Linked DNA regions of Mus musculus: regions 2, 3, 4, 5, 6 and 7 are each linked to region 1. A link is a contact called in public Hi-C, HiCAR-type and promoter capture Hi-C data. All regions are on one chromosome and are shown on one strand. The core of a region is the stretch at or near the end of the contact, and the rest is flanking DNA. Distances in the headings are between cores, read along the strand shown.

Region 1 (3,885 bases), core at 855-3,354:
TTAGGCAGGAGGAGCCTGAGTTTGATGGGTTAGTGTGATCCTGAAACAGACTAACAAACTTAAAAAAAAAAAAAGTTTTATTTATTTAATGTATATGAGCACATTGTAGCTGTACTGATGATTTACTTATTTAATGTATATGAGCACACTGTAGCCATCATATGCTTGCCGGGAATTTGAATTCAGGACCTCTGCTCCCTCCGGCTGACCCTGCTTGCTCCAGCCCTACTTAGTTTGGCCTAAAGATTTACTTATTGTTGTATCTAAGTACACTGTAGCTGTCTTCAGACTCAACAGAAGAGGGCGTCAGATCTCATTACGGATGGTTGTGAGCCACCATGTGGTTGCTGGGATTTGAACTCAGGACCTTCAGCTGGTGCTTTTAACCACTGAGCCATCTCTCCAGCTCGTGAAGAACTTACTACTTACAGAACAGTGAAACATAAAACCAACGAGCATGACTCACAGTTTGACACCTCCTTATTTGCTTGTCTTATCCATTCCTTCTTTCTAGCTTAATCTTGCAGGACTCAAACTGGTTGCTTTCTCCTAATGTATCATTTTGTGACCGGGGCGCAGGCTGTCCTGCCTGCAGCTTTATGGTCTCTGTTCTCTCACTTCCTCAAGGCCCTGTTCGTTCTTTACATTTAAGCTCATGGTGCTTTCTTCATGACGGCTACCCACCTAGCCTAACAGTCATCCTGCCGATTTTATCACTGTGCCTTGTGCCTTACAGTTCATATTATAGATGTACGCACGGGAGTCCTACACAATGAAATCGAAAGGCCTGATGATTGAAGCTCATGACATACAGAGAGGAACAAGAATTGGAAGTTTTAGTAGGTATTGGAGATAAATGAAGGAGAGGGAAGGAAATAAAGAGGAAATAACAAGTCGATTCTTTGTTTAGATGGTCTCCCCAGCAATAATGTTGTCTATGGATAGCTTAGCTGCCTTTTTGACACAGACACCTTATCAAATTTCCCTTTTAAATTTAATCTTGTTATAAAATGCTGCCTTTTATTTTAGGTAGTGGAAGAGAGCTGAAACGCGCGTGTCGAATGGATCTCAATTTCTTTTCGGTTTAAAAGCCATCAATATGCAGTGGGTCACATTTTTAGTAAGGCACTTTCTAAGTTCTTACAGTACTACTTTGAGGTGATGGGTTCTGAGCCTCAGACACCATAACGAATCAACGTCATGAGCAAGATAAATACCTTAAACCCCTAGGTGAGCCTCGCCATTACTGTAAAACACGCTTTACTACCCAGCAAAAACGATTGTTTTTAAAACGCTGCATTTTTGCAATCTTCCAAGCGCTTTAATTGTTCTCAGACAGATGGCTAAAGCTAGGCTACCGCACCCGCATATGTTAGGATAAAACCGACTAGAGCGCCAAGAAAAAGATGATTGGCTGTGGGCCGTAGAAGTTACACGGTTCCCCTAGCAAGAGCTGGGAAACCGCTGAATCTTCAGGTTTTGAAATACGGTTTTTGCATCGTAAAGAAAGAAGATTAACCTATCAGGAAGAACCGAGCACATCCAATTACCAATCAAGAGCGGGAAAACAGCCAAAGCCGGAGATAACCAGGCACCAAAGCGGACGTCACTCTTCAGTCTCTGCCAATAAGCCGAGGCAAGGGGCGGGGCAACCAGAGGATCAATTGCCCAAGAAAACAAACAATGTGTAGTACAACTGTCTAAACCCCAGTCCTAAGCTCCGGATGCGCCGGAATGAGCTCTAGAGCAAGGCTCTCGTGAGGTGCTTCCCGCTTTTCTAGCCTAATGACAGTCAGGGCCGGGTATCTACTTCCTAGCTCAGCAAAGGTGTCCTTCCCGCCAGCTCCCACGGGCTCGCAAAAATCCCGCTGCAACTTTGCGCTACAGTTTACAGGAACAGCAGTCGCGCGCTGAGGGGGTGGGGCGGCGGCAGAGCGCAGGCGTACATGCCTTGTGGAGGCGTGGCCCAAAAGGCCCCAGGAACTCTGGGAACTGTATTCCCCGCTCCCGAGGAGGTAGCACAACTCACGAGCCCTCTTGAACTACATTTCCCAGAATGGCTCGCGACCTTGGGGCGGGACGCTTGGTTCCTTAATGAGTTCGAGAAAGCCGCGGCGCGGCCCACCAGGTTCCAAAACAAGGAAATGAAGGGAGGAGGCGGGACTGTAGATGCCTGCGGGAGCCGCCGCCGCCGCCGCGGAGGAGGAGGAGGCGGAGGAGGTGGCTGCCGCGGCCGCCGAGGAGTCCCTTGCTGAAGGCGGACCGCGGAGCGGCGGGCGGCGCGCGCGCGCCCGAGCGACGGCTGTTGGAGAAGTGGAGCGGCGGCGGTGGAGGAGGGACTGAGTGGCGGCGGCCCCCGCGTCCCGGTTTCTCTATGGGGGAAGCAGACAATGGATTATGATTTCAAGGCGAAGCTGGCGGCGGAGCGGGAGCGGGTGGAGGATCTGTTTGAGTACGAAGGGTGCAAAGTGGGACGCGGCACCTACGGGCATGTCTACAAGGCGAGGCGGAAAGATGGGTAAGAGCGCGAGCGGGGAGTGGGCTCGTCCCGTCCCCTCCGCTGCGGAGCCCCGGAGGGCTGGGTGGGTCGGAGCTCCCGGGACGAGGCGGCGTGGGTCGCAGAGCGACGTCCCGGGGCTAACTCGGAGGCACTGGTGCTGCCGCCCCCCGCTGGCCGGTCGCGCCCCTCGAAGTCGTACGGCGCAGCCCCGTCGGGGGCGTCGGTCCCGCCTGGAGTCGCGGCTGCGTGATTAACAGCGGGCGGCGGGTGGAGACCGCGCCTGGAGGTGGAGTTTAGGGGTCTGGTCCCCGGGGACCCTCCGGAGGGCTTGGCTGAAGAGTTACCGGTTTGGCCCTGTGCTGGTGACGGTAGTGGTGGAACTTCCAATCGGCGCAGCGCCTTCCCGGGGCGGCGGTTTGAAAGCTCGCGGGGGCGCCTCCTGTCTGGTGGCGCAGCGCTTGGGGTCCTGGCTGGCCCCTTGGGTCTGACTTCCTTGCCAACCCAGACTTCATCTCTGATGTTTACCTGGGGACTTCCCGATCCTGCTCCCGATTCCCACATTTTAATATTCTGAATTCAGCACTCTGAAGGTGGACCCTGGAGAGAGATAAATTGTATATTACAAGATTTAAGTGTTCTCTGGTTGCTTATCTTTCCTGCCTCTTGGCTATCTTAGGTATAAGATATATCTTGGCTATCTAATTCCCCCCAACCCCCTTTAAGATAGGGTATCTGTGCGCCCTGCTTGGCCTGGAACGGAGAGATTCGCCTGCCTCTGCTAATCAGGTACTATCATTAAAGGCGTATGCCACCAAACCTGGTCCATTTCTCTTTTCTTCAGGAAGAAATCTTGATTTCTTCAAGTTCTTAGCCTCTGTCAAATGGCTGTGAGCTTTGGTAGTGTTTATTGAGAACCTAGACCACCAAGAACAGAAAACGGAGTGACAGGCTTGAGCCTGGATTGCCGTTTCCTTAGTTGAGGGGATCTGTAGGAATCTCTTGGGAAGTCTTTATGGATTGTTATATCAGTAAAAGACAAGTTGATAAAGCATCGAGAATGTCCCCTTCGGGCCGGTGGTCAGACTGGCTTGTAAGAGCTGGCCCGGTGGAACCAAACTTCAGGCCTGGGAATGGTGAGTTTAAAGCCAGTTGTCACCTTGGCTCCTTTCTGGAAGGAATTCCTTTCCCTTAGGTTCTGTAACTTAGACTCAAACGATTGTCAGACTATACAAAAGGGAGACTTAAGGATTGTGATGGGGCATTTTTGATAAGCCGGATTATCACCATACCTCAGATTTAAAGTGCTCCTTGGGGCCCCTCCTTCCCAGTGCTGTGATTTGATAATGTTGGTGAGGCGCTCCCGCATCAAAGTAAGCAGTGCTCGA
Region 2 (3,886 bases), core at 42-2,541, 1.2 Mb after region 1:
GAAAGACTGCCAGGTTGACCTGATTTTCTCAGGAAATAGAGCAGCAGGATGCTCGAGAACCGGAAGAGCATGCTGGAAGAGCATGGCTGTGTGGCAGAATAACTGCGTGCTCCAGGCCCATGTCTTTGGCAGCTGCACAGCCTGGGAGGTCTAGTGTGGCAGCTTGGGGACTTGGGATTTGTCCTGACTTCACAGCTACTAATGACTTAAACAAGGATGCTTAGAGCTCAGAGCATCAAGAGGCTAAAGAATGGCCCAAACTGACCAAGAAGACAGATGGTGGGACAGTACAGTGTCCGAGGACAACATGTGTGAGCAGACAACATGCGTGAGCAGACAACAGGTGAGCAGAGGCTGGCGTCTCCAAGGTCTCCAAGCACTTCCTGAGCTGCAGATACACCTGATAGAGATTTGCCCCGCCTGCAAATCCTACTTTCCTTCCTACAAGATGTTATCCTTAGCTGGGTGTGGTGACACACGCCTATGACCTAGCAGCTGGGAAATAGAAGCAGGAGGATGGTAGAGTTGGTGACCTCAAAGTGAAAACAACATTCCGTGCCCTGCCAAAAATCAAAGATCCTTATCCTCAGCGATGGGCTGAGCAACAGTGTGCAGCTCGTGTGTGTGTGTGTGTGTGTGTGTGTGTGTGTGTGTGTGTGTGTGTGTGTATGGTGCTTTTATATATATATATATATATATATATATATATAATGCTCACACACACACACACACACACACACATATATATATGAGCAGGAATTCATACATACATACAGATGTATATATGTGTGTATATATACACACACACACTTACACACACACATCACAAAACTTATTCTTTTAACTGTCATCAAATACAGAACAGTGGCAGCATCATGACCACATGACAAATCTCTTTCCATCTCACAAAATAAAACCAGTACCCACTGAATACTAATTTGCCCTTTCTGTCCCCACCCATGGAAACCACCATCCCACCTTTTTTCTCTGAGAGTCTTCAGGGAACCTGAGAAATATCAAATTCAGGATCCTTACACTCGTTTTACTCTGCATCATGGCTCATTGTGTGGCACCGTGTGGCAGAATGGCCTTTCTTTTTTGTTTTTGAGGATTAATACACTATTTTTATTTGTGCATACTATTTTTATTTATGTGTGTATGCCGGCACGGGTTCATGTACACCACTGAAAGCAAACATATTTGTAAGCCGCCCAGTGTTGGGGACTGCTGCGAGAGCAGCAAGCACTCTTCATTCCTGAGCCATCTCCAATCTTTAAAGCAAGGCACAGTGGGTTTTGATTTAAGGCCCCTGCCCCTGGGAGATGGGGCCTCTCATCAGCACACACAGTGATGCTTCAGTGTAAATGAACACCGAGTAAGTATATGACTACATCTGTATCTGGGGGAAACGGATCTCCAACCACACTTGAGAATCCTCTACCTCATAACTAAGGGTTAAAATGTTTAATGTAAAAATTATGGGAACATTTCCAAAAACTTAAGAAAAATGTAAACCTGAAGAAAACAATATCCACCCAAAATTGAGCACATTTTTCCAAAACAGATTTTTTTTTAAGTTTTAAATTTCATTTATTTATTTACTAACTTAAAAAAAAAAAAAAAGAAAAGAAATACAGTCTTTCTTTCTGTGTAGTCCAGGCTAGTTTGGAGTTCTTGTCTCCTTTCCTCTAACTAACTGACGAATGTGTGTAAGTTTGTACGTGGAGGTCAGAGGGCAACCTGCTGGAGTCTGTTTTCTCCTTCCACTGTGTGGGTTCTGGGGATCAAACTCAGGTCACCAATCTTGGCAGCAAGCCCCTTTACTTACTCAGCCATCTCACTGCTCCCTGGGGTGGAACTCATTTTCCTCCCTTTTCATTGCGTGTGTGTGTGTGTGTGTGTGTGTGTCTGTGTGTGTCTGTGTGTGTCTGTGTGTGTCTGTGTGTGTGTGTGTGTCTGTGTTTGCATATGCATGTGAGCATGCCATGGTGTTTGTGTGTGGGTTTGATGGAACAATGTTCATGAGTTGGTTGTCCACTTTCACCATGGGACCCACAGATGGAACTCAGGTCACCCACACTTGGCTGCAAGCACCTTTACTCACTGATCCATCTTACTGGCCCCCTGGCCTGGAACTTTTAGTCTACCTGCCTGAGCCTCCCGAGTGCTAGGATTACAAGTGTGTACCACTGTGCCTAGCAGGACAGATTTTCTTCTTTTTTTTTTTTTTATTGTAATAGTTGCATGGAGATGATTTGTCTGTCAAGCACTTATTAATGAATGACCCTGAGCCTGGTGTCCAAGCATGAATGTGTGCTCCCTCATGCCGCCTTCTCAGACATAAGAGTCATTCAAAATGAATTCTTTCAATTTTAGCAACTGCTTCCTGCCAAGGGTAAATACTGTTAAACACTACATTTTAGGGTGGTAAAGAGCTCAGATAGCTTTTCTGATATACACAAATGTAAAATTATTGGTGCTACTTCTGCTGTGGAGGAAATGTGGGGGGGGGAATGAAATGCTACTCTTTGATGCTGTTAGCCTGTTACTAGCTTTTCCCCCTCAAACTGTACACTTCAAAAATATTTCCTACGCTGGGCAGTGGTGGTGCAGGCCTTTAATCCCAGCACTTGGGAGGCAGAGGCAGGCGGGTTTCTGAGTTCAAGGCCAGCCTGGTCTACAGCATGAGTTCCAGGACAGCCAGGGCTACACAGAGAAACCCTGTCTCGCAAAACCAAAAACAAACAAACAAAAAGTTCCTAGTTCAGTGTATCATAGGCCTTTTTCATTTTTCTCTCTTTAACTTTTTTATACTAACAAATCAACAACCGGAAATGTTACTTTAAAAAAATTTAACCCATTCAAAAGTTTCAAGTTTGTCTTTAAACATTTGACCACATTTTTTGACTAGCCAATGTTCATTTCCCGATTACTCCAAAATGGACAGACATTGGGCTTTTTCATACTAAAATGGTAGTGCGCAGCGGTCTTTTGGGGTTCAGCCTCAGGAGTCACATCCTTAGGGAGAGTAAGAGCGGACCAGGGAGTGTGTTAAGTGACGGCCTTCCTCCCTGGGTTTCTGACAAAGGGAACCACAGCCTTCATTTTGAATGCCTACCTTGGGCCCATCATCTTGGGAATCCTCCATCAGTCTCTGTACAAATCTCTCAACTATCTGGGGTCTCATAACTGAAAAGTTTTCTTTCATGACTTGGTGTTTCCAACGATCTAGGAAAAATAAGAACAGATCAGTGTGACATCATAAAACACAGACTGCCACTAAGGGCGATACTCCACAGCTCCCGAGGGATGCACAACGAGTCTTCCACCGTGAAACTCCCATAAGGAAAGTTGGGGTGGGGGTGGGGTGGGAGGGCAGTCAGGACATAGAACCCTCTGGAACAGGACTGAAGGGAGATCTCTAGCAAAGTTCTTAACAAAAAAGGCTTTGGGGATGCCCTCCTGAAAGCCAGTGAATGATACTGTTGCTGTGGAGAACACCCTGAAGGAAAGGGCACGTTGCCCTTGACCTTCCCTTGACCTTCCCTGCATCCTCATCAATAGCCTGTATCTGTGATCATTTCAGTCTAACACAGCCTCAGAACGAAGCAAAGAGCATCATGGCTGATGCATAGGAGATGAGGCACACGTGACCTTACTCAGAGCAATGTTATTTACGGTGGCAGAAGCTACTGGAAATGTAGCTGCCCGTCATCTGGGATCATTTTCAATTATGGCCACCCTTCCAACAGAGTAGTACACAACTGTTCACAGGAAGAAACTCTTCCAATGTTGATGGAAAAGTTTGATGGTGTGGTAGTTTGAATATGCTTGGCCTATGGGAAGCGGCACTATTAGGAGATATGGACTTGTGGAGGAAGTGTGT
Region 3 (3,829 bases), core at 1,285-3,784, 1.9 Mb after region 1:
GATGACAAACCCGACCTGTTTCAAGCCCCAAAGCATTTCAGAGGCTACCTGCTGGCAGGCTTGCTGAAGTGACGTCTCTCAAGAGCAAAGGTGTGTGAGGAAAGGCGTGAGAGCCGGCCAGGGAACAGTCTGCAATCATTGCTTTTTCTAATGGGATCGATTTGCCTGTTGGTGTCAACACCCACAAGCACAAGTTGGACCCAAAGATCCTCAGTTTGCTAGTATCATGCTCCTGCCACTGCCTTGAACGCTGTCCCAAACACTCCCCCACACACGCCTTCCCTCCACCCACAATGTCCTCGGTGCATCCCACTTCCACCTCCTGTATTCCAAAGTTGGCCGCGGAGCTACCTCCTCCCCGCAGCCGAGGTAAGCCAGCACATACAAATGTCTTGGTCCTTCCTCCTTAGTGTCCCTTGCCCACAGCCTACTCATCTGGGCATGCCCAAAACTTGCCCAGGACCCTCCCTTCCCACTTTGAGGCCATCCCCAGGCTTCCCTCCTATAGGAGTGAAAAGAATCCCCCACCCCAAAGGCTCACAGCGAAGCTCCTCTGCCAGCCCTCTCTGGACGGCCGCAAACCGACCGCTTCGATACGCGCTTGGCGCTGCGAAGGCCTGGCAGGTCCGACCACCAGCCCCTGATAGGCACGCACCTTCCAGCCCGCAGAGCTGTTGCTGTCGCCCTTATCCTTGAAGTAGGGCACACAGCGCACCATCCACTCGTAGATCTGGGACAAAGTGAGCCGTTTGTCCGGGGAGCTCTCGATGGCGCGGGTGATCAGGTCGGCATAGGACAGGTTCCCCCAGGCATTCCGCCGCGAGGAGCATTTCCTTGGTTGCCCAGAGCCCCCAGCCGCCCCCGGCTGCGGCTGTGGCAGTGGCTGCTGAGGCTGCAGCTGCGTCGGCGTGCCCCCACTCAGAGCGCCTGCGGCGGACGCTGGCCCCGACCCGAGGTCCTGCCCTCCTGGAGCCAGCAGCATGGCCGAATCCTCGAGGAGCAGCCCGGAACCCAGCGTGCTGCTCACGCCGCCACCGATCACCATGGCCGAGCTGGCTCGGCCGCCGCCGTCCTCGTCGTCTTCATCGTCGTCCTCCTCGGGGATCATGGAGTCTGCGGCCGTCTCCCCCGAGGGCTTGGCCGGGCTCGCCTGCAGCTCCGGCCTCTGCAGGGGCCACGTACAGGAGCGTGGCCGACTCTGTGGCTCGAACTCTGGGTCCAGCTCCACTTCGAGCGGAGAGAGCGGGACCGGGGAGGCTGGTGCCTCTGCCATCTTCGCCGCCTGCCCGCCGCCCGCGGCTTGGGCTCTTGCTCTCTCCTCTCGAGCCCAGGCTGGGTGCGGCGGGGGAGGAACGGGGCACCGCGAAGGTTCGAGCTCCAGCTACCTAGGGAAGCGCGAAGAGAGAGTTGGTTATCCTGTGTTGGAGCCTAGTCCGCGGAGACTCCTCGCCCGCGGCCGCCACCTAGAACGGATAGACCTGGGGACGTGCGTCCCGCGAACCTGGCGCAGCAGACGCCGCCCCCTGGCCTGGCCGCCCGGGAGACGCGAGCGAATCGACGGCCCCGCGCGGGGCAGCCCCCTCCCCCGCTGCCGTCGCCAGAACCGCAGGTCTCTCCCGGACTAGATGGCGGGGCGGAGGGGGGAGGGGCGTCCCGGGGGAGGGGTGGCCGCGCCATTAAGTGTGGGCGGCCTCCGGACCCCAACAGCTCCGCAGTGGTCGGAGGGCGAGCGTGCGTGCGTGCGTTTGTTTATGTTTGGCTCTGGCTCGCTCAAGTGCCTCCCGCGGAGGCGCAGGGCAAGTCAGCAGAGTCCTGGGCTCTTCTCCCGCTCCCCAGCCCTGCGATCCCCCCCACCCCTCCCAGGCGAGAGGCCCCCTAGGGCTGGCGCGGGCAACTCCCGTCTTTTCCTCTCCGCCCGCGGACCAGCAGGGAGAGCGTGGGGGTCTGGGTGCAGACCTGCCAAGATCACTTCCAACAAGAGAGAGAGAGAGAGAGGGCCGACCCCGCAGGACTAAGAAGATCTGAGATGTATTTTCTTGGGGACGTGGGGCCCTCCGCCCCCTTCCAGGTCAGAAACGGGAAGGAGGAAGCAAGTGGGAACATAAATCTTCCAACAGGTCGGGAAGCGCCAAATCTCTCGGACTGCATGAAAACCCGGACCAGCACCGTTCATCACCTCCTTGCTCCCGCTGCTGCCATCTTGACAGTTCCCCCTTCCCTCAAGTCCTTTAAAGACACTAGCGGGAGAGAAGGGGGGGAGCACACCGAGTCACGGGGAGGGAAAGGGAAGCGCCTGGCCCAGCTCGGAAACAGATCCGGAGTCACTGGAAAGGCGGCCGCCCCGTTGCAAAGCTCCGGCGCCTACCTCGGCTCCTTCCCTTCAGGAACGAGGCGGGAGGGCGTACGATTCCGCGCGAGCCCAGGGCACCGCGACGAGGGGACTCTCGGGCCGCCGCCGCAGCCCGCCGGAGGAACCGCCTGTCAGCCTGTGCTGCGCCGCCGCCTTCCACATTCCTCCTCCTCCCTTCCACGAGCAGGGCGGCCGCGGCAGCAGCACAAAGTTATAGCCACTCACAGGGAGCCTCAACCTAGGATGACGGCGGGGCGGGTCCCCGCCCAGGGGGAGGGCTGGGGCGGGGGCCGGGAGGGCTGCTGTGCGTGCGTGTGGGAGTGCGCGTGTGTGCGCCCTCGCGCCTGCGCGGGGCTGCGGGAATGGGGGCGGGCGCGCGCGGGTCGGGACTCGGCCGGCTCCGCAGCCCTCCCGGTTGGGGTCCCGCGCTCTCCTGGGGACCTCAGCGGCCACGCTGGCCCGGGACGGGAGGCCAGGTCAGACAACACACCACTGCGCGCCGCCCCGCGCTCTCAGCCTTGGGCCCTGCGTTTGGCTCGTGGGCCCGTGGCCTGCCCGTGGGTGCGTGGGGTCGGAGCCCGCCCCAGTATCGGGTTCCTTATTAGAACCTGACACCAGGGAACACCCGGGTTAAGCCGGCAGCCGCAGGTGACAAGGGTTACCTGGGCGTGGAAACACTGGCCGGCGAAGATCGCGCCGAAAGGTGTGTCACTGGACCCTCACCTGGGACACCCGGCGACAGTCGTGCTTCGCTTTTCACGGATTTTAAGGCTAAGTGGGAAAAGTGCAACTCAGGAAGAAAAGTGCAGTGCGCCCCAGTCCTGAACGCAGGAGCAGAAGATAGCTAACTGGAAGCGGGCAACAGTTTTCTTATGCTAAAGCAGCTGATTACGTGCTTGACTTTTCTAAGTCTATAGACTTCAGATCGCACCTTCACAATCCCTTATCCCACGATCCGTGCCTCCCGGCCGTACTGTGTGCTTTTCTGCGCCACACGCGACATGCATACCAAAAGTCTACCATGCATTCTGGTTCATACGTATCTTTCCAAACAAAACCCTCTCGGTCTCTGCAGCTAAAGTCTGGGCTCCGCAACAACCCAATACCCCAAAAGAGCCAGCCTAAAAGAGCCTGCAGAGGCCGCCCACCCCGGAACTCCGGCCTCCAGGCTTTACGCGTGATCCGTCACTCAAGTGACGTGAGGCCCCCGCCCCTGCACCAAGCTAGTTCGACGCGTACAAACAGATGATGTCATTGTCTCTACACGCGCGTGACCCCGGAGCCCTGCGCCGCATCGCCATTCGCTGCGCGGCTTCCTCGTCAAGCCACGCCGAGCGCTGACTGGCCGCCGCCGCCAGTCTCTGGGCTCCAGACGCCTCTCGCTCCTCTTCGCCCCCGCCCCCAGCAAATAATAAACAATCGAGTAAAATTGCAAGGACAGAGGGGAGGGAGAGCGAAGGCGCGCTGAGTGGCAGCCTT
Region 4 (3,777 bases), core at 618-3,117, 1.1 Mb after region 1:
TTCCAAACCCATTAGAATGGGGCTCTTTGAAAATTGAATTTTCATGTGTGGGACATTTATTTTATTTAATCCAACATGAACTATAGTCAGTATGACTAGGCCAACTACTTTTAGCTCACATAAATACACAACTTCGGGTCATAACTCAAGATCCTAATAAGGGAAAAAATGCTTGTTTTACTCTGTACATTTCTGAGAATCGGCAACACGGAATAAAAAGGCCCCAGACCTGAAACTAGCTAAGGAAGTTGGGTCATTCAAAATGCTTCCATTTAGAGACCAGGAGACTGAGGTGTGTGTGCTGGTGGTGACTTTGAGACACAGTAGGCCTGGTACAGAAATCTGACAGAGAGACAGACAGACAGACAGACAGACCTTCTGGAGTCCTGAAGCTCTGTGGCTCTAAGGTGGGTCTTTAACTAGCAGCAAGGAAAGCTGGAAATCAGCAGGTTTTTAAGAGCTGAGGAACTCGTTCTGTGATCCTTTTAAAAGGCAGCCTTCACAGCCTTTAAATTTGTTGCTCATAGAGCCACACAACCCTGTTTGGCTACAACTGAAAGTCTCTGGGGGAACCTGGGTCTTTGTAAACAAGACACAGTAAGTTGCTGTAGTCCATCTGCTAATAAAAGGGAGAGGCATGATCCTGAAAGCCGGAAGCCCATCTCTACTGGGCTTTTTAGAACATTTTTTACACTGTGTGTTTAAGTATGGGTGTGTATGACATTCTGCAAATTTGTTCCAAGCAAAATGATGTCACTCTCAGGAACACAAGTGGGCCCAGCTCAAAGGCTTCCTGGCTTCCAAAGTGTGTGGCCTGGCTGGATTGTTGGCCTCTCCTGGCAGAGGGCTGGCATTTCCTCTTGCTTCTCTCTCTGCCTTCTTATCAGCTGCAGCTGTGTGTGTTTAGAGCTCAGGACTTACTGGGTACCCCAGTATATCTGGACAAAATGCAAAATGATTTATTCAAACACAAACCCAAAAAGATAGCCACTGGACCTTGGCTTTTGTTGGTCCCTGGACCTCAAGAAGAGAGATGTAGCCATTTTTTCCTAGGTTAAGCACTTCTGGGGTAGCGATTTTACTTCCTCATGATGTCAAACCTTATTTCAGTCCCGTGGTTTAACAGTGGTAGGTTGGGATCCAGAAAGGCCTGGGGCTGATAGCATCCATGCCACTGGCTGGTGAACATGTGCAGTCATGAAGCCTCATTGACATTTCAGTAAAATAGGTTTTGTTAATGCTCATGCAATAAATGAGAACTGCTGTTTTATTAACTTTAAAGCTGCTTGATTTTGAACAATTCCTTTCATGCTACAATTTCTTAACAGGAAATACTAAGAATTTGATTCCAAAGTTCCCTAGCATTGTCTGAGTCTTGACTTTAGTTCTGCACATTGAAGTTTTATCCTCTCCCACATACCCTTACCATCCTGTTTTTCTTAGTTGAAAACACACACACACACACACACCTGGTTGTGTGTGTACCTGGTTGAAAGATGTGGACCAGGACTTTAAGCTTTGTCTTTAGCCTGAGCCTGGGAGCCAGCCGACCTGTCCCAGGAGAGATGGACCCCCGCAACTGGATCGCCTGTGGCGCCAGGGGTGTGAATTTATCGGTGGGAGAGGTGAAGAGAGCTCAGACATCTGGCGCCACTCTCGGTTCTTGCAGCTTCAATAAACTTCTTGCCGGAGGCCTGCGCCCGCTCGGCCAGCTCTTGGAAGTGGCCTACAGCGTGGGTACCACCGGGGCGGACTCAGGCACGGTCACTCAAGTCTCTGCTCTCCCTGTCCCTGCCTGGCCAGACCGTTTGGAGGCCCCCAGCAGCCCCTGGTGTAGGCAGAACCACGCCCTACAGCACCACCCGGCAGGCGTGGGCGGGACCCAGGCTGTCCCCAGAGGAGGACTGCGGAGTACGGAGGTTCGGAGTAAGTCTTCCTCTGTGCTCTGCGCTGGCGCTGCGGTCCAAACTCTTTGGAACTCCCCGGTTTCTGCCACCAGGCATCTCTTGCTTTCCCTGCGCCACCCCTTCCTCTGCCCCTAGGCCTGGGACACCCTTCCGACAGGAAGCGGCTCTTCCAGCCCCAGAAACGCTGGTAAGTAATCCAGCGATGCCTGCTGTGCGTCCTCCTGCTCGCTGGGCTGGGGGTGAGGATAAGGAAGGGGGTGGGGAGCGCTTCCGGGGAAATGGGGTAGGGAGCCACGCCTGGCTGGTTTGGCGGGTCCTCTTGCCGGCCCTACCCAGATGAGCGCCTTTGTGCAGATTTTGCTGTCTAGAGTATTGGGAGCTCTCACCCCCGCTGCTCAAGGTCCAGCTCTCCATCCCTTTAGACGCTCCACCAATGGCACATCCTTTGTGCTTGTTTCCAGTCTGGGTACCTCTTTTATTTCCTTTAGCAGAGGTCGCTCCAACCCCCAGTCTCCCACTTCCAAGAGGGACTCCTGTCCTTTCTGAAGATCTATCCACTCTTGTCCTAGTGACCCCCTAGGGCAACCTTTGCCTCCTCCTACTACGCGGGCAATGAAGGGGCTGCTGGGGGATGATAGATCGGCCCACAACCCCCCCACCCCACCACCTAGTTGCCTCTCCCACCGAGAGCAACCCATCCCCCCATACTCTTCATCTCTTCCGGTGGCAGCGTGAGAAAGCCCTCCAAGAGCCCTTAAGCTGCGTGTGGGCTGGAGGGAAGGAAAGGGGTACAAAGAGAGGCCTTGTCTCCAGAGATTCCTGGGAGAGCACAGAGGAACGCCGTGGGAGTGAGGCTAGGGGTCGATTAGATGTGAGGGTCTGCGGAAGGGGTTGCTAACCCCACTCCTTCCCACAGCCCGTTGGAGCAGCGACGCAATCTCTTCTCAGGGGAAGTGTTTTGACCACAGTGAGTCAGAAGGTCTGTCATGCAGACAACAGTCACAACATTCTCAGGCTATTTGTGAGGGTAGTTTGGGTGGCTGAGAAGTGGAATCTACACAGGCAGTGTTGCCCCTTGTCAGGAGGCAAGCACGTGGAAAAGAACTTTGCCTTTGGGGAGAGGCACATCCTACAACCAGCGTGGCACTAAGTTCGCCAAAGGGCGCTGGCGAACAGAGACTTAGGAAGAAATGGGTGTGTGTCTGTGAGGCAGCCGCAGTTGAACTGGGGTGTTAGTTCCTGCTGTCTACAAGAAGGGAAACCTCCGCCCCCACCCCACCCCTGGCAGCCCGCTGAGAAACTCCCCCGTGTCCTACTTACAGGTCCTAGGGAACGCCCACTACAATTTCTTGTCCCCTGGGCCTCGGAGATCGCATATGAAAGCTGCCATGACACTGGTCGACAGGAGGCTCCCTTAGCATCCTTGTGCCCAGGACTACTGTGTTTTCATTTCTAAATTTGGCGAATTTCACTTTATAAGAGATAGCTGCTGTCTCAGAAGGGGTCGGGGGTGTGGATCATGGCCTGGGAGTGGACTGGAAGCAGAACCAATCAGAGGTGGACCCTGAGCTCCCTTGTGACAACGGCCTGCGCTGCTGGCTCCTCCCCCTTTCTTTTCCCTCCCTCCAATCTTGCCTTCTCTTTTTTTTCCCACAGACACTGGGTTTTCTCCCAGCTGCTCCTGCTGTCAACAGGGGCCCTACATGGCATCACCCGCCTCCACCAACCCAGCACATGACCACTTTGAGACCTTTGTGCAGGCACAGCTGTGCCAGGATGTACTGAGTAGCTTTCAGGGGCTCTGTAGAGCCCTGGGAGTGGAGTCTGGTGGGGGATTGTCCCAGTACCACAAGATCAAGGCCCAGCTCAA
Region 5 (3,635 bases), core at 1,063-3,562, 1.5 Mb after region 1:
GGCAACATAGGAGGGAGCAGACAGAGGGAGAGAGGAAAAGAGACAGTGTTACCGGGAGAGTTTTACAGAGACAGGGTGAAGAGAGAACAAGCTAGACATGACAGGCTGAGCCAGAGAATAAGGAGGAGCCAGAAGAGTAGAACACATTGCTAAAGTTAGTTTGAAGCCAAGCAGAGCAATTCAGTCAGAAGCAAGAGACGCCAGTTTGAATCAGTCAGAGGAGTTTGGGCCAAAACAGCTGAGTTGAACCAGAGAGCAAGAATTCAGAAAGAGCTAGAAAGAGTGAGCTTATTCAGCAGGAAGTCTCAAAAGCTGGAAACACTATAGGCCTTTACAGAAGCTAGAAGCTTGCAGGATTGGGCCTAGATTAGCTGATGGAGGCAGTAAGCCTCCAGACAGCAATTACAGCAGGAGAATAAAAGTTATTGTTACACTTTTCTCATGTTAAAAGCCTCATTAATTTTTATGGTTTTGGATTTTTCAATGAGTGTATTGTTTGCATGTATGCCTGTGCCCCAGGTTTATGCCTGGTGTCTACTGAGGTTAGAAGTCATCAGATCCTCTGGAACTAAAGTTATGAATGGCTGTGAGCTGCCAAGTTGGGGCTGAGAATCGAACTTAAGTACTGTATAAGAACAATTCTTAACTACTGCACCATCTCTTTAGTTCCAGATTAATATTTTATGACTATGTTTACTTTGTAAAACAAAGGATTAAAATCGAATCCGATTACCAGTCTATTAAAAACCTTCCAAAAACACCTTTAGAGAAATGACCATATCGTTCAAAGATAACACATTTAGGAGGTTTTTATAGGCTTCTTTTCATACAGAACCTTCCAAACCTAAGGACATTTGAAGTTCTTTTCAGTCTCAGACACAAGAGACTTGCTTTCAAAGATCCCCTTCGGATGCTATCTGACTGAGCAAAGACAGCACAAAACAGATCCCTGTAAGGGCAAAGGTGCAATGGCAACGCTTAGGGATTCCTAATCCATTCAGCACGGGCCTATGTGCAAGAGGACAGCAGAAGCAGCGGCGTCGGTTTTTTGTTTTGCTTTTTTGTTTCTTTTCTTTTTTTTTTTTTTCCAGTTTGCCTGTCTTAAGGCTGCTCCTTGGCCTTCCAAACAATGATCCCCAAATCCTTGCCTCAGTCACCCAACCAAAGGTGTTGAGCACCTGCACTATTTCTCTCCCGGCAAGCCACGACGGAAAGGAAGCAATCCCAGATGGCGTCGGCACCAGAGTTTCCGAGGGGAAAAAAAAAATTTTTTTTCACTGAACGGGTCACAACCAAGCCTACCACGCTTACCAGATGGACGCTCCCAGTTAACCACGGCCTCCAGAACCGTTGGTTCGCGGGCAAAGACAAGTGTCGCGGTGGCATCTGGGAATTGTAGTTTCTGTCGCAAACAGAGCGCGTAGTTAGCATTACAACTACATTTCCCAAAAGCCAACGCAAAGCCCTGCCTGCTTGGCTGTCACTCATAATTCTATCCCATTTCTACTTGGAATACTATAGAGCACCTTTATTTGTTCGGCTTTTCTTGTTCGATAAACATCTCCGGGCATCTGTACTCCTTACTTTTCTTTCCCCTTCTTCAAACCAGCGCCTCCAAACGTCGAGAAAGGACAACACCGCGGAAAGCGCATGCGCCCTGGCCGGCGTCGCGCATGCGCAGCAGCCGGTCTTAGTCAGTGGCGCGCTGGACTCGGGGTCCGGAGGTACTCTGCCCGAGGGCGGGGCTGCTTCCAATGGCTGTCTTTGCGGGTCGCGTGTGCCTGGGCGGAGAGGCAGGCATGGGGCAGGGGCGGCTCCCGGCGGTCCCGGGCGGGGACAGGGGAGGGGCTGGGGGTGAGGACCCCGTCTCCCCTCCCTGCTCCCGCCCTCTGGGCCGATCCCCACCGACGGGGCTGGGCGAAGGGGCGGGCTCTGTGCCTGGGGCCCTTTGCTTCAGCCGTGCAGCCCTGGGCTCGATGACTGCTGGATTGCGGGGTGCCCTCTGGCTTGGCGGAGGTGGGCGAGGACAGAGGAGTAAGAGGAGCATCGGCGTACCCCGGGGGACAAGAACCGGCAGGGTTGGGGACGCCGCCCTTAGTCGCCGCTGACACTGTGATTGGCGGACACTGCTCCCCCGGAGCACCGGAGCCTCGGGCCCCAGCAGCTAAGGGCCAGGGTCTACCGCCTACCCCGCCAGCACCCGCCCGCTGCCCTGCCGCGGCGCTAGGAGGAGCCGAGGGGGGCGGAGACTGGTGTCGGAGGAGGGCGGGGTGGGAACGGTCGAGAACCAGCCGCTGCACAGACAAAAAATCGAATGGCTGGAGAACCTTCTACTGTTTACCAGCCTTTTGGGACCAAGCACGGATTTGACAGCTCCACAACGTGAGGATATCCGCTGACCCTGCGACACAGAGAACACTTCCCCGGGACTCTGTGTCCAGCTAACCAGCTCTGTGAGATTGCAACTTTCCAAGTTTGTTCTTTTCAATCTCTGTCAGAAGACTGCCCTCGTGTAGGAGAGGGTGCCTGGGTGATCCGCCTTGTGGATCGATTTGAAAGCATCAACTTTAAAAAGCACGTGTGATTCCCAGTGCCATCCAGACGCCTGCTTTCACGACGGCTGGATTTCTCTGACTTTATTCTTAGCGTTTCTCGTTGTTTTTGTTTTTTGTTTAAAAAACAAACAAACGACGGGCTGCTTTGGGGGAATGCTGAAAGGTAACTGACTAAACGCTGAAAAAGAAAAAGCTCTTGATTGTCATGGCTGAAGGAGAGAATGAAGCGAGATGGGAGGGACTGTGCAGCAGAGACACGACTACTAGAGAGACAGCACTGGAAAACATTAGGCAGATCGTTTTGAGAAAAACCGAATACCTTCGTTCAGCGAAAGAGACACTTTCCCGACCTTCAGACGGACTTTCAAACGCGGTTTCTTTGGATGGGATGAATAAACTTCTTGCTCATCTGCTTATGCTCTCTAAGAGATGTCCCTTTAAAGATGTGCGAGAGAGAAGCGGGCTCATTCTGAAGAGCGTCGAGGTAAGAGCAGTTTTAGAGTGACTTAACTAGCCGATGTGATTTGACTTAGTTATTCCCGTCGCTTTTGCTTCCATGGGGGTAGTCTAACTGGTTAGCTGTTAATAATGACATCACTAGGCATTAGAGGGTTCTGTAAAACGTTCAATGTTGGGCCCAAATGGAACAGGCTAAACTAAAAACGGTTTTCAAAAATAGATGAACAGGAATTGTTTTTATGGTGTTTTTGGGTAGAAATGGCATTGTCTGTGGAATATAATATATATGAAAGGTCTGGTTAATTAAAATCCAGTCTTTGTCATTTTTTTTCTGTTTGTTGCCAAGTGTAGCCAGTGCGCTTTTCACATTGTTATGGTGTGGAAAGTTTCACACTGAAAGCCTCAAAAATGAGGAGTTGCATGAAATATTTCCTATTTGTTCAGAGTAACTGGCAGGATAATTTTTTTCTGGCTCTTTAACAAAGACAGGATTTCATTTTCTAAAAGCATCCTAAAACAGAACTAGAAAACAATAATAAAAAACAGCCTAAGTCATAAAGAAGGTAACTCTTGTCCAGGTGGAAAAGTTGGACCCAGAGTTGGGCGTTCAGTAGCTTACTC
Region 6 (3,613 bases), core at 551-3,050, 1.2 Mb after region 1:
GCGTCAAAGTTGAGAAATAAGACAATAAATGGAATTTGGCTCCTTTAAACTGAAAATAAAGCTGATTCTACAGCAGTGAAAATGACTTTGGAACTAAATCTTGATCTAGTACTGTATATGCTATTAAAATAAACCGAGCCAGCAGTTTGTTAGTCTTGAAATTGTCCCCTTATAGAAACGAAAGGAAATCTGATGACTATAGTTGGAACACTCAAGTGACAAGCTGTTAAATCAATGGTCCCCACAGCAGAGTGTGTTCATCCTAGGGACAAATGAGATCATCGATTTGGGAGCAGGAAGAGGAGATGGAACATAACCTCTGCTTTAAAATCTCCAAACAGAAGTTCTTCTTTTAGCCTAGGTGTCATGTGAGGCGTTTGAGAGAACAGCAGCTTCTCTAAAGCTCTTATGATGACTATTTGACTGCACCTTAATGCTAAGACCATTGATTTGGTCAGTCACAACCCACTGGCTCATATTTATTTTACAGAGTACACCCACAAAGGAACCACATTAAATTCATTACTGGCAGAAATAAGGGCTTTCAATCTTTCGCTAAAGTTGTAAAAATGCTTTTAGAGTCATTTTTTAAAATGCATACTACAGCGAAACAGACACCACCGAAACATCTGATATTCTTGTTATTAGGGTCACATGCATAATTAAAATTATGACATTAAAATTGTAACATAAAATATGGCAAACGCTAAACAATCAAGACAGCATAGTGCAAAACCCAGGGACTCTTGCATGAGGGACAATCGTTCTACCAAATGAACTACATTCCTAGCTCTACCTATCATTTTCAAGTCTCATTTAAAAAAAAAAAAAAAACCAAAACCACCTACTATAAGCATGTCAAGCGTTGATTATTTTGTGAGACCCGGCATCAGATGGCGCTCACGACTAAAGAGAGCCAGAGTCCGCCAACAGGCACTGAAAATGCCTGTTCTGCCACTATGCTATCCTAGTGTCAGGGTCAGGTCACTTTCCCCAAGTCTCATACTTCGTCGCTCGTGATGTGGGGATAGGAAGAGGCACGAAGGCTTTTCATCCCTAGCCGTCTTCCTCTCTGACCACAGTGATTGGGGCTGGGACAGATCGATCCCTACTGCGGATCTCTGAGTGACTCGGAAGAAGCAGGTGAGGCAAGGGCACCGGTGGCGGTTACGACAAGGAAGCGTCCGGGACAGATCACTTTCGGTCCCACCCACAGCTACGGGCACTGAACCAGTGGCCCGGCAAACTCTTGGATCCCGTGGTTCCGTCATTACTGAGTCCCCGAACTCTCAAAAACAAAAATTCACACTTAAAAATAAATCAAGCTTCACGGAAGAAAAGGCGGCTCCTACAGAGCCCTAGGCGAGCGCGGTCAGCAGAACTCAAGCTCAGCGGTCTCAGAGCCTCCGGGCTTCTTACCCGCAGCGCGCTACCGAGGGGTCACGTGACACCTCGCGGCCCGCCTCCCAGGCGGCGCAGGTGGACGCCCCTCGCTACGTCACGTGGGCAGTTCCATCCTTGCCAGGGCGGGGGGAGATCATCCGTGGTGCAGATGTGAGGAAAGCTCCATTGTGCCGCGCGTGATCCTCCCAGGACAAGAAGGACGGCTTGCGACGCACGGACTGCTGCCCTAGAGGTCTCCGCGGCCGCTTCTCTCCCTCCGGCCGGCTTCCTAGTGGTCTCGCCCGTTCCGCCCCGCCCCGCCGGGCTGCTCACGTGACCGGCGCGCGCTCCCGCGGGGCGGGCTTCTCGGGGGGCGGCGCCGCAGGGACGCAGTGCTAGACGGAGCCTGCTTTGCCGCAGCTTTTCTCCCGGACGCCTGGGCTGAAGACACAATGTCGGGCTCCTCCCGCCGACTGCTCTGGGCCGCCACCTGCCTCGCCGTGCTCTGCGTCTCGGCCGCGCAGCCCAACATCACCACCCTGGCTCCCAACGTGACCGAGGTGCCGACCACGACCACCAAAGTGGTCCCGACGACGCAAATGCCCACCGTGCTACCAGGTGGGCGCCCGCCGCACGCGCCGAGCCGGTGGGGACTCGCGCAACATGGCCGCCCGGCCGGAGGACGGCGGCCCGACGGGGTGGGGGGCGAAGGCGACAGGCGAGCTAGGCCGCGAGCGTTGCCCTCAGAGGCGCCATCCCCCCAAGCGCCTGGTAACTCCGCGCCGCAGCTCGGGACGGCGACGTGGCTTGCTTCCGCGGTGGCAGTTAGGAGTAATTGGACGAGGCGACGCGCCCCGCGGTCGGCGGGGTGCGCAAACTTTGGGCTCGTGGGACAGACTCTTGTCCTCCCCTCGAAACTTCTCCGGAAGTTTCTAATGAAGGAGTTCGGGATAGGTGGGGGACATTTAGAGATGAGTTGGGTGTCCCTTTGCCCCCTCCCACCAGCGAGCCTCCTGTAACTTCACGTTGACTTAGCTGAGCGGTGTTGGCTGTATCTGAGATTTGAGTGGTAAGGGAAGAACGAGGCTTGTGGCGGATGATGAGAAGTGAAACCTAGGGACATATAAAGAGCAAGATGTGATCTCCCGGGGGCCTGTGTTTTAAGGCTGTGGAGTTAGGTTGAAATTCAGTCTGTCCGTTTTTCTGAAATCCGATCAAGGAACACGCCTTTTGTTCAACTCTAGGGTTCGTTAAGGCTTGTACAAATTGGCATAGGCCGTGACGACGCAAATGAGACAGAAGGTAAATTTGAAGTAATGAGGTGAAAACACGACGTGCTTTAAGTTGGTTATTGCTCTTAATCTAGTAACTGCGCTTCTCAACCTAAAGATTGACTTGTCCTAGTGCCTTCTCTAGGGTTTTGGTTTTTTTTTTTTTTTTTTTTTTTTAATATGAATAAAACTAAGTAGTTCCCGATTTTTTGTTAGAAGGATGCTAGGGTAACAGATATTTTTAAATGAACAAAGTAAATTACAGAACAGTTCTGGGAATCTCTATCACGGTTAAAGTGATAAAGTAAAATATTGTTTGACTCCTACCTACTTGACAATTTCCTCCCAGACTTGTAATGTGTGGGTTCTTCATATTGTTTTAAGAGAAGCCTGGAAATACAAGTTAATTGCCTTGTATAATTGAAATGCCCACAGAGGAGATAACTTGTGTTTTCTGGCAATTACGGGGTTAGCTGCAGCATTCCGAAGGCTGCATCCATTATCAGGCTACACTGTTGTGAACAGCGTGTCTTAAGAACGAGTACTTTATGAATGGTTCTTCGTGTCCTGTTTGCAGTAAATACGTGTTGAGATCCAGGGCTTCAGCAAAGGAGAATGGTGCAGGCGACTAGTTTCTAGAAAAGAAAGGAACTTAGCTCCATTCTGGCCTGCTAAATTCTAATTTCTGGATTGTTTGGTTTAGTGTTCCCGAAGCCCCAACCATACAGTTGTTTTGTTGCCACTTTGTAACTAATTGTGTTGCTTGTTTTGAATCCTAATGTAAATATGATAGGCAGATGGTCTTAGCAGGCCCCTGTGAAAGGGCTGTTCCACTCACCCACACCCCCAGAGGGGTCAGGACCCACAGGTTTGGATTGCTGTCGGGCACATATATGACAGTGGCCCCTTTAGGAGCATTTCCAGGTTGTAGAGAAGACTGTGGAAGTCAAATCACCGAT
Region 7 (3,560 bases), core at 841-3,340, 1.1 Mb after region 1:
CAACAGCACGATTATCCTTTTGTTCCTCTCAAGTCCCAGAAGTCATGATGGGCTTTGGACTACAGCTTCTTCAGCAGATATCAGCAAACCATCCTAGATCTCACAGAGGTTCTGTTACCTTCACTGCCACAGAAGACTTCCACTAACTGTCATCTGCCAGCTAATGATAAGCCTTCTCCTTTCTCCTGGGTCAAGTTCTCCACAGACCCAATCCATCCAGAGGCCAGGAGACAGGAGGCTCTGTTGATTTCTCTCTCTCTCTCTCTCTCTCTCTCTCTCTCTCTCTCTCTGTCTCTGTCTCTTTCAGGTGGGAAGGGGTAGAATAATGGAAATTAGATATGGAAAAGAAGGAGGAAAAATTCTGGATAACCCATTTATTTCACTATTTCCTCTATTAGCAATCTTACTCATAAAAGGGTATAATCTATGCTCTAATAATATTATCATCAATATCTTCAACACTCTAGATTTTTGCTATGAGCTGACATTTTAAATTCTTCAAATTTCAAAGTAATAAATATTTTGAGCATTTTAAATCTTGTTGGCTTTCATTTTATTAACCTACATCTTCACCTAATATTAACCTACATCTAGCTGTGAGCATCTCACATTTGGTTTGGCCACCTCAGCCTTGTCCAACCAGCCTTTTCTGACAGTCTTCCTCAGAGTGGTTCCTGGTGACCAGCTCCGAGTGACACTCTTACCGATAACCAGTTTCTCCTTTAAATAGCAGCTTATTCGATAAATTTGATCTAGTTTTGGCTCTGTGGAGTTTTTATTGCATTGTTTTTACTGCAATTCTTTCAGCAGAAAACCAAACAAAAACCTATGTGAAAGCAAAGTTGAAAGACTGACCCTTGTTCTTTCTGTCTTTTTATCATTATTATCATTATCATTATTATTATTATTTTCCTCTCGGTGCTGAGGGCAGAATCCAGAACCCAGTGCTCTATCACTGAACAAAATCCCCAATCCCACAACCACCCTTGTTCCTTCTGGAGTGCAGAAGTCAAGCAAAGCTCTCCTGGCATCCCACTCGGACGCCCACATATCTGACCGATTTCGAGGGAGCTCTGGATAGAGTGCACTAGATAACTCTGTAAAGATAAGGGGGAAACCACAGAGCTCATACCTGTGTGGTATGAGCTGCTTTTGTGAGACCCCAACTTAGAGCGTTTCTCCCTGGAAGGTAAAGCCCCTAGACGTTCCCCAAGCTTGTTTTCCCTGATCTCTAATGCGGAGACACTTAGGGAGACACTTCGTCCTCAGCTAGCTGATAATAAAACCTCTTGCAGTTTGCATCAGGTGTGGTTTTCTCTCGGGACACTGGGGTGCTGGCCAGCTCATCCCGGGACTTGAGCGGAGGCCCAGCTTTGGGGGTCTTACACTTTTAATAAAAACTAGTAAGAAAGAAAGAGTCCGGCTGGTAATTCCATCTTTAGTTTCCAAATTGTGGGCAATATAGATGGCAAATTTATAATCTGGAAGTGGACAAAGTAGAGATAATTAGGTACACGCGATGCATAAACGCTGAGCGGAAGCTGCTGGCACAGTTGGAGTAGGTCCGGAACGAATCTGAGCGGGACTTAGGAGCATTGGTCCGGAACACAGAGCCACAGCAGATCCTACCCAGGTTTTTATTTAGAGAACTCTCCCATACCCATAGGTCTCAGAGGGAGCGACACTGTCCTGAGACAACTGAAACCCTCAATAGTCTCTCAGAAGTGCCATAAATCTAAATAAAAACAGCGGTCGTTTCGGTCTTTTTAGCCAAGCCAAGCACTTACTAAGCTCATTCTAACCGTACCAGGTAGGTTAACACCTCCATTTTATGGATAAACACAGAGCTGAGGATGAGTAACTTGGGAAGGAAAGCGAGGAAGAGGATTCATTCAGGAGGTAAATATCTGCTGATTGAAGCCACCGCCGTCTTTATGCTCAGCATCTAATCAGCGGATGTGGTGTCTACTGAGGTCTAAAGGAAACTCAGCGGGGTAACTGGAGGTAAATTTCCGCAGATTGGCAGGTTTCCGCACCAGACCCTCCCTTTCCGGATTCCACAGCAAAGCCCGCCCTCGGGGCGGGGCTCCGGGGTCACGTGATGCTACGGCCCTTGTGCGCGCTTCCGGGTTGACAGACGCCGGGAGTCCGGAGCTACAGCGTAGTGGTGGCGGGGGCGGGGACCGGCGACAGGCCCGGTTAGTGCCCTCTGGGCAGCCGGGTGGGCTGACCGTAGCAAGTCCCTGCGGGGCGGCCCTGACAGGTAGGTCCGCGGCCGGTTGGTTCGGCCCGGGGCCTTGGGCCGCGGAACGTCCGCGGGACTCAGGCCCCAGGCCTGGGACGGAGCTCCGGGCGCCGCTGCTCAGAGCGGGGCCTCTGAATCCGCGCGTTATTTCACCGTAGATCTCCCTTGCGTGGGTTCGTTCCCATATTTCTCATATATGTTCCTATAGTCGAAACAGCTATTCCGTGTGTAGCATCGAGGCAGCACACCCCCAACTCCAACTTTGTGCCGCCACACTTTGAAAGTTTAATTACAAAGTTAACGGACCGGAGGGCCGTACAGACTTTTGAACCCGTTCTCTAATTTCCAGAGGAAATTCCCCACCGTAAGAGGTTATGTGGGTACTGGAGAGGCATCCAGCAGGGTAGCCGCAACAAGGGGAGGAACCCAAGGCTTGGCTTTCCAAGTAGAGTGTAGAAGGTGATAATGTAAAAAAAAAAAAAAAAAAAAAAAAAAAACTGGGTTGTGACAGCTGGAACACGAACAGTCTAGTTAGGCAATACTTCTTCCTAAATAAACATTGATTTTTTATTTCAGATTTAAGCCTCTTCAGAGTCTTCTGGAGAAAATGGCAGACACAACCCCGGAGCCTTGTGGGCAGCTTATGGTACACTCAGACACTCACAGTGACACTGTGCTGGCCAGTCTGGAGGATCAAAGGAAGAAGGGCTTTCTTTGTGATATTACTTTAATCGTGGAGAATGTGCATTTCCGAGCCCATAAAGCCTTGCTGGCCGCCAGTAGCGAGTATTTCTCAATGATGTTTGCGGAAGAGGGCGAGATTGGCCAGTCTATCTACATGCTGGAAGGCATGGTTGCAGACACCTTTGGCATCCTGCTGGAATTTATCTATACAGGTTATCTACATGCCAGTGAGAAAACGACAGAGCAGATCCTGGCTACTGCTCAGTTCTTAAAAGTCTATGACCTGGTAAAGGCATACGCAGACTTCCAGGATAACCATAGCGCCCCAAAGCCACCAGCTTTGAACTGCACTGGGACGCCAGTGGTGGTTATTTCCAATAAGAAGAACGATCCTCTGAAACGGAAACGGGGAAGACCAAGAAAAGCCAATGGTTTGCAGGAAGGGAGATCAGAACTGGCTGCAGAGGGAGAGCTGCAGCTGAGAGTGAACAATTCAGTTCAGAATAGACAAAACTTTGTGTTTAAAGAAGAAGACAGTGTCAAGCTGAGTGAGCAGACTCCAGAAGACAAGGAATCAGAGCCTGCTGGTGAGCCAGGAAGCGTGGAGGAGGTGCCTGCTGAAAAGGACGAG

The links. Promoter capture Hi-C pulls out the DNA fragments that hold promoters and counts their contacts. Hi-C and Micro-C count contacts between places; a contact is called where the count stands out from the background. HiCAR-type assays count read pairs that join an accessible place to other places. Capture Hi-C pulls out chosen DNA fragments and counts their contacts.
Region 2: a contact with region 1 is called in a promoter capture Hi-C map of liver, with 3 times the contacts expected there. The contact joins the promoter of 5730435O14Rik here to the promoter of Cdk19 in region 1. A contact is called at or near these places in 2 of 39 promoter capture datasets (the 3T3-L1 cell line and liver).
Region 3: a promoter capture Hi-C map of erythroid cells shows a contact between it and region 1, with 9 times the contacts expected there. The contact joins the promoter of Foxo3 here to the promoter of Cdk19 in region 1. A contact is called at or near these places in 1 of 39 promoter capture datasets (erythroid cells), 1 of 115 datasets of contacts at active chromatin or transcription factors (pancreatic cancer cells) and 1 of 9 other capture datasets (adipose tissue).
Region 4: a promoter capture Hi-C map of embryonic stem cells shows a contact between it and region 1, with 2.2 times the contacts expected there. The contact joins the promoter of Mical1 here to the promoter of Cdk19 in region 1. A contact is called at or near these places in 4 of 39 promoter capture datasets (embryonic stem cells, hippocampal neurons, liver and 1 more), 4 of 115 datasets of contacts at active chromatin or transcription factors (embryonic midbrain, embryonic stem cells and fibro-adipogenic progenitors) and 1 of 9 other capture datasets (adipose tissue).
Region 5: a contact with region 1 is called in a promoter capture Hi-C map of adipose tissue, with 2.6 times the contacts expected there. The contact joins the promoter of Sesn1 here to the promoter of Cdk19 in region 1. A contact is called at or near these places in 1 of 39 promoter capture datasets (erythroid cells), 1 of 484 Hi-C or Micro-C datasets (B cells), 1 of 115 datasets of contacts at active chromatin or transcription factors (astrocytes) and 1 of 9 other capture datasets (adipose tissue).
Region 6: a Hi-C map of B cells shows a contact between it and region 1, with 6 read pairs. The contact joins the promoter of Cd164 here to the promoter of Cdk19 in region 1. A contact is called at or near these places in 1 of 39 promoter capture datasets (pre-B cells), 1 of 484 Hi-C or Micro-C datasets (B cells) and 1 of 115 datasets of contacts at active chromatin or transcription factors (embryonic forebrain).
Region 7: a contact with region 1 is called in a HiCAR-type map of astrocytes, with 3 times the contacts expected there. The contact joins the promoter of Zbtb24 here to the promoter of Cdk19 in region 1. A contact is called at or near these places in 1 of 39 promoter capture datasets (hippocampal neurons) and 2 of 115 datasets of contacts at active chromatin or transcription factors (astrocytes and embryonic stem cells).

The regions. Positions count from the first base shown.
Region 1 is chr10:40,347,204-40,351,088 of GRCm38.p6, forward strand. Cdk19 (cyclin-dependent kinase 19) reads left to right here and starts at 2,105. Exons shown (of 13, transcript NM_001168304.1): 1 at 2,105-2,518. The coding sequence starts at 2,391.
Region 2 is chr10:41,566,725-41,570,610 of GRCm38.p6, forward strand. 5730435O14Rik (RIKEN cDNA 5730435O14 gene) reads left to right here and starts at 1,292. Exons shown (of 4, transcript NR_045341.1): 1 at 1,292-1,375. Ccdc162 (coiled-coil domain containing 162) reads right to left here. Exons shown (of 48, transcript NM_001358562.1): 37 at 3,119-3,228.
Region 3 is chr10:42,274,161-42,277,989 of GRCm38.p6, forward strand. Foxo3 (forkhead box O3) reads right to left here and starts at 2,535. Exons shown (of 4, transcript NM_001376967.1): 1 at 2,366-2,535; 2 at 656-1,385. The coding sequence starts at 1,273. It overlaps Gm38485 (a long non-coding RNA gene), which reads right to left and starts at 649. Exons shown (of 2, transcript XR_380269.1): 1 at 1-649.
Region 4 is chr10:41,474,447-41,478,223 of GRCm38.p6, forward strand. It overlaps Mical1 (microtubule associated monooxygenase, calponin and LIM domain containing 1), which reads left to right and starts at 1,868. Exons shown (of 24, transcript NM_138315.2): 1 at 1,868-2,094; 2 at 3,564-3,777. The coding sequence starts at 3,611. Gm51797 (a long non-coding RNA gene) reads right to left here and starts at 3,594. Exons shown (of 2, transcript XR_003948996.1): 1 at 3,228-3,594.
Region 5 is chr10:41,808,262-41,811,896 of GRCm38.p6, forward strand. It overlaps Sesn1 (sestrin 1), which reads left to right and starts at 2,313. Exons shown (of 10, transcript NM_001162908.1): 1 at 2,313-3,039. The coding sequence starts at 2,761. Cep57l1 (centrosomal protein 57-like 1) reads right to left here and starts at 1,607. Exons shown (of 11, transcript NM_001243074.1): 1 at 1,527-1,607; 2 at 1,312-1,402. The coding sequence starts at 1,386.
Region 6 is chr10:41,517,700-41,521,312 of GRCm38.p6, forward strand. Cd164 (CD164 antigen) reads left to right here and starts at 1,801. Exons shown (of 6, transcript NM_016898.2): 1 at 1,801-2,001. The coding sequence starts at 1,836.
Region 7 is chr10:41,448,268-41,451,827 of GRCm38.p6, forward strand. It overlaps Zbtb24 (zinc finger and BTB domain containing 24), which reads left to right and starts at 2,091. Exons shown (of 7, transcript NM_153398.3): 1 at 2,091-2,263; 2 at 2,822-3,560. The coding sequence starts at 2,853.